Regions from separate parts of the Zea mays genome. Here region 1 is linked to region 2. A link is a contact called in public Hi-C data. All regions are on one chromosome and are shown on one strand. Each heading gives the region's core, a stretch centred on a gene start, on an enhancer-like site or on the middle of the called end of the contact. The rest is flanking DNA. Distances are from core to core; before and after follow the strand shown. Region 1 holds the start of LOC100273556 (Transducin/WD40 repeat-like superfamily protein). Region 2 holds the start of LOC100285476 (protein yippee-like).

What was found. Hi-C and Micro-C count contacts between places; a contact is called where the count stands out from the background.
Region 1: a contact with region 2 is called in a Hi-C map of ear, with 2.5 times the contacts expected there. The contact joins the promoter of LOC100273556 here to the promoter of LOC100285476 in region 2. A contact is called at or near these places in 2 of 25 Hi-C or Micro-C datasets (ear and tassel).

The regions. Positions count from the first base shown.
Region 1 is chr1:270,558,519-270,561,585 of Zm-B73-REFERENCE-NAM-5.0, reverse strand. It overlaps LOC100273556 (Transducin/WD40 repeat-like superfamily protein), which reads left to right and starts at 1,685. Exons shown (of 14, transcript NM_001147974.1): 1 at 1,685-1,775; 2 at 1,893-1,957; 3 at 2,078-2,116; 4 at 2,203-2,299; 5 at 2,420-2,516; 6 at 2,585-2,693; 7 at 2,783-2,859; 8 at 3,057-3,067. The coding sequence starts at 2,601.
Region 2 is chr1:270,278,604-270,281,687 of Zm-B73-REFERENCE-NAM-5.0, reverse strand. It overlaps LOC100285476 (protein yippee-like), which reads right to left and starts at 1,685. Exons shown (of 5, transcript NM_001158369.2): 1 at 1,349-1,685; 2 at 1,168-1,211; 3 at 1-73. The coding sequence starts at 1,549.

The sequences.
Region 1 (3,067 bases), core at 436-2,935, 280 kb before region 2:
AGTTCGGATATTCAGTTCTGTTACCAGCTGTTCGGTTAACGGGTCCTAGGTTAAACGAGTACGGATTCAGGTATTTTAGGTAATGGCTTCGGGCTCAGGTTTTATGTCCAGTCCTATGTTTTAGGGTTTTGGTTTATATGACGACGGACAGAGGCTTTACTATTTGGGGTGAAGAAGTGAAGATGTCGGCATGACTTGTGGCCCTTACGCAGCGTTTGCTTGTAGAGTTTTCCCCCGTTTTTTTAAATTATAATAAGTGCTAGTTTAGAAACTCTATTTTTTATAAGATTTATATTTTCTCATGAAAAATAAACTAATTTCATGTGACTTCATTTTCGAGAGAATTAAAAACATTTAAGAAAATAGAGTTATCCTAATAATATATTTGCCCGCGGTGTCTCAGCTCAAGAACCTGATGGCTATTGGGCCCACTTGCCAGTGAGGCATGGCCCACGAAATCCATAATCCAGCATGGAAAGAACTAGCGCGGCAGCTGGTTCTGCCGCTTCTCCTTTTTCGCGGTTCGCGATTACGAAAAAGCTCTTCCCGCCGGCGCGTCCCTCGGCCCTCGGGCGGGGCAGAACTGCAGAATCCTCCGGAAAACCCTTCGCGCCCAATGCATGCCCGCTATTTCCTTCCCCTCTCTCCGTCCGCGTCTCTGCGCCTATGCCCATCTTTTTTGTCTCCGACTCTCATGGCGACGCGGCGGCGCCTCTCTCCGACTTTCTTCGGCGGGCTCCGAGCCCGGGAGCACGGTGGCGCTAGTGGCTCCTCCCGCGCCACAGCGGGGCTCCCTTACCTCGCCGACCTCTCCTCTAACCCCGGCGGCCGCGGCGGCGGGGTCATAGCTGTTGAGCACTCCGGTGACCCCGTGATCCCCTTCGCCATCTCCTTCGGCAAGGTTCGGAGTCTGGTACTGTTGGGGACTTGTTCTCAAATGCTATGAATTAAGAACAAGACAACATAAAATGTTAAATATTAATGCCCTTCGTTCGCTGAAGAATTATTTTCCCAAGGATTTAATGAACTTCGGACGAATGCCATAAGCAAAATATCACGAAGGGCTCACCTTCGTGATCAAACTTATAAAACAATGAAAAATGAAATATAAAGTGTAAAACATTAGGAAAGAATGTACCAAAAACAAATAATACTATTCACATATTTTATTATATGAACATAAACATTAAAACATAGTATTTGATCATTTTTATACCTTCGTCTTAGCGGAAAGCAGTAATTTCATCGTAATGTGCCAGTAATTACAAGATTGCGTGAACAGTGCCGAAGTACTATTCACCTATTTATAGGCATATGGTGCAATCTGCGTAAAATTACATTTAAGTCCTTTATAATTGATTACAATAATGACACAAAATATCATGGGTCTTTAAGTCAATCCATCTTTAAGTCGGTTCGGCCCTTCGTCTTGAGATATATCGTTATGCTGAAGCTTTCTAGGTAATAGCTTCGATGCTTGTTCCTGAGAGAGTCTGACGAAAATGTTCTCTTTCTTTATGATCTTCGGCTACGAAGCATACCAACACGAACCTCTGTTTTTTTAACAAGTGATCTTTCATTCGTCTCGCGTGCTTTTGCATAGTCAGATCTTCTTTGTAGTTGCGATTTGCGTGTACCAATCTTATGGACTGTTTCTTCCTCACAGACTGCACAGACCTGTAACCTCCTGGCGGTCGCCGACGAAGACGGGTATGTTGGCCTCTACGACACCCGCCGGCGCCTTCCTTCCACCTCCTCGTCACTAGAGAAGTCAGGTCGGTTGGAAACCCATCCTTCTTCCCCGATTTGATCCAAGATTTTGGTGTGCTCTGGCTTGCATTGGGTACCTCGTGCAGTCTGTTTCCTTCCAACCTGGCGTCGTCCTTTTGCAGCTGAAACAAGGGTGCCCGACTGGGTTGCTCACAACAATGCAATATTTGACGTGTGCTGGATCAAGGTAAAGTCACTTGCACTGGTTGTAACAGTCTAACGAAAGAGCCGATCCACAGGTTTAAAATCTCAGCGATACTTGTACACCTTTCTGACGGAGTTTCAATCGTATGTGTTACTGATGTAGGAGGGATCCCAGATACTGACTGCATCGGGCGATCAAACTGTAAGTCGCAACAGGATCACACCAGTTTTTTGAACTATGAAAATCCTAGTTTTCTGCAAATTCTCATTATTATCGTTCTGCATCAGGTCAAAATTTGGAGTGTAGGAAACAGGAAATGCATTGGTGTCTTGTCTGGGCATACTGGGAGCGTGAAGTCGCTGTCTTGCCATTCTTCAAATCCTGGTTAGTAATGTATATCCTGAAATGAATGGCTGAAGCCTTTCAGTTTAATTTTATGTACGTTTAATCATCAAATGTTGGCCACATACTCCTGACTAAGTAGCCTTTTTCTTTTCTTTGCAGAGCTCATTGTTTCCGGTTCAAGGGATGGTTCATTTGCTCTCTGGGATTTAAGATGTGACCCTAAATCTCCAAACAGCCACGGTGAAACGTGCCTCACGTATGTTGTACTATTGCTAATAAATTTTCTTCCAACTACTATTTTTAAGTGATCATAAATGTTTGTAGCGACAATACAAATTCAATGAACAAAGTTGTGCTACATGTTAGATCTTCTGCTGTTGTCAGAGAAGCCCACAGTCCCATACAGAGAAACCGAACCCGGTCTCGAGCAAAGGTATTACTTCAGCATGATATGGCTTTTGCTTGTGATGATCTTATGTCCTCTTATACTTATGTTGGTTTGCTGAAATTGGTGACGTTTAGGCGGCTTCAACTAGCATCACATCAGTTCTTTATCTGAAAGATGGTGTCTCCATTGCTACTTCTGGAGCAGCAGACAAGTAAGCTGCTCTTTCATTTTTTATTCTGCATAGTATTATTAGTCGCGATATTATTGGGAATACAATGCACTTACTTGATGGTGAATTAGCCTCATCATCTAGTCTTTCCGTTTCTTGAAAAAAAATCTATTTTGTAGAATAATTAATATTCATATATATTCAAATACTAACATTTTACCTCTTTAAATGTATGCCAGTGTTGTGAAGA
Region 2 (3,084 bases), core at 436-2,935:
AAAAATATCAGAAACGGAATACATCCCTGTGATCGTCATGCGGTCTTCTTTCTCTCCAACGGTTACATTGACACTGGGCATAAGTAACATAAGCAAGTTCAGGCACCGGCACATGTCCCTGGTTTATGGGGGCTGATATATATATTTTTTTGAACGAAAATGGCAAGATCTCTATCCATCAATTAAGGGGAAAGAGTTTAGAGAGAACAAACAACGGTCTGAAACCGGACAAGCCACATCCGAGCACACTCAGAGTTGATTTGGTAATCAGGGATCACAAGGGATTGAGGGGGATGGGTCACGGGGGGATTGAATTTCCCCCTCAATCTCCTCCAATCCCTCGTGATTCCCTTGTCACCAAATTAGCCCTCAAAGGGAGGCTAAACCCCACAACCTAAATCTTTCAGACTAGCCGGAAGCAGCTATATGAAAATTACATGGAAAGCAACACTGCGAACATTATGACTCACCTAGAGAAAACATAGAATTTATTTAAATAGTTTCGACTTCCTACTATATATATAAGTTCAGTCTTTTGAAAGTTCTGGCGAAAAGATTATTTTATTATTAGGATGCCAATGAAAAAGAAACTGCTGAAGTAGCTCAACGCAGTCATTGAATGGATTAAACATCAATAATAATCAATTTAGATCCAAAAGCGTCAAGCTTATTAGCTTATACTAGCATCAATTTGTGCTCCAACATGGCCTAGGATCTAGAAAGAATAATGCCTGGTTACCACCGAAAGCTATAGCGACCCCTTCATTTTCATCAAAATAAAAAAAAACTGGCTTGCCTTCATTGCCGTTCATTTAGATTTTTCTTTCCTTCGCACGATTTTATTATATTTTCAGCCATATATCGTGAGGATTAAAGGGGTGTTTGGTTTGTAGGGACTAATATTTAGTTCCATCATTTTATTCCATTTTAGACTATAAATTGTCAAATATAGAAACTAGAATAAAGTTTTAGTTTTTATATTTGGCAATTTTAAAACTAAAATGGAATAAAATGTGGAGACTAAAAATTAGTCCCTAGAAACCAAACACCACTTAATACGTAGTAGGCTATCTTAAAGACCTCTGACTATTAATATTAATTAAGACAAGATAAAAATACAATAATTGGGAATATGTACAAAGAGAAAGAGGTCGGAAGGTCACTTACACATTATCGAAGAGGTAAGCCTTCCCGTTCTTGCAATGGAAGCTCTGAAAATCAAGACATCGATTCCCATCATCCGTCATCGCATTCGCCGCGACGCCGAAATTAGCTTAGGAATTTCGCGTGCGCTCGTGCTGGAAGACGCGCCCAATTAAAGAAAGCGAGAGAACACGACACGACGGACCTTGGAGACGATGTCGTCGGCGACGGCGAGGAGTGTGCCGCAGCGCTTGCAGCTGTAGACGTTGCCGTCCACGTCGTCGAGCTTGAGAGGACCGGCACCGGCGGCGTCCGTGTTGACGGTGAAGCGATTGGTCGTCTCAGTGATGGCGTCCACGGCGGCCGCGGCGGCGGCGTTCTCCTCAGGCGTGGTGGCTGCTGCCATACTTTCTTCGGCGGCGCTAGGCCGCTAACCACCTTCTTCGGTGTGTGCCCTGCCGGAGCGATCGGAAGAATCGAGGACCGTGCTGCTAGGACGGAGTGGTAAGCAAACCAAACCGAGCGAGGACCTGGTTTGCTTGGTGTCCAACGACAAGTCGACAACGACGTCTCGTGAGTCGTGATCTCGTCGTTGGGTCGAGAGAGTGCGTTGCAGCGGAATACCGAATATACCCCCACACGGCCACACCCACAGTCCCAAACGGTTGACTTGAAGCGTACCTTCGACTTCGACCGAGATGGCGTCGACATCGCCAAGACCGGTGAGCTCGGCAAGGGCACAAATGGGTATTCTCCTCGCTGATGGTCATCAACGTATGATCGTATCGTAATTGGTCGAGGACTGAAGACTAATCGATTGGTCCCAATTTGCTGACCAGCGGACAAACGCCACCTCATTCACACCACTATTCCCCACTTACGTACGTTTGATGAGTTATTTCTTTAGATGAGCAGAACCGACCATGTTATTTGTCTAGATGAGTAGGAGTGATCATGCTCGAACTTCATTTGTTATATATGGGGTTGTTTGAATGCTCTCCTTAAAGCTATCTCCAGCAGCGAGCGCAAAAGGACTCCGTACACATTTTTTCGCACTCGTGCTTAACTATACACCTTTCGAGGCTCGGGGCTGATGTCGGATACCTGGAACAAAGGGTCGAAGGCCTCCCAAAGACGGCCCACGAACCGCGACGAGACGAGGCGAGCGAGCGCACGCACGTGTGGTTTTCCACACTCTCTCCTCTCATCCATGACTTGGTGAGTGAGTATAGCCTCCATATTTAAACTAGTTCACTCCACTTGGACTAGCAATATGATACTAATAGTTCCACCATACCCATACATGGGCTTTTGAGATTTTTCTAGGATTTAATTGAATTTCTCAATTGGGTGTAGCCTATAAATCCAACACCGAAGAGTCTCTGTCAAGCACGATGCCGGATACGTATCTCCGCTGACCAGTGGGACCAGACAACCCCAGTCGCAAAGACCTCAACATCGGGGGTCTCTACAGTGACCCATACATAGGAGGGGACAGGGTAATACACGGTACCAGGCATACGCCTACGCATGAGGAAAGGTGACGGTAAGGGGATGACGACAGATGAAGTTGTACTGAAGACATCCCTAAACCACAATTTGAGTTGACTCAACAGGATCACCAAGCACCGCCTTGTCTAAATCAGAGTGGTTATATGAAGGCGGACGGGACACGATGCCATACCAGAGGTACGGCGGCGCACGACCCTCAAACGACTCCATAGGGGCTACGAGGCCTAGAAGCGCGACCCAGTAGACGAGACTATAGGGGCTACGAGGTCTAGAAGGAGGAGGTTGAACTCCTCCCCAGTAGAATACAAGTTCTCATTGTAACGTCTACCCTTGAGCTATAAAAGAGCAAGTACCCTTGAGCTATAAAAGGGCAAGACAACCCCTATACAGAGACATCCCGCAGCTTTCCACAAGCACCCAACTGTAACA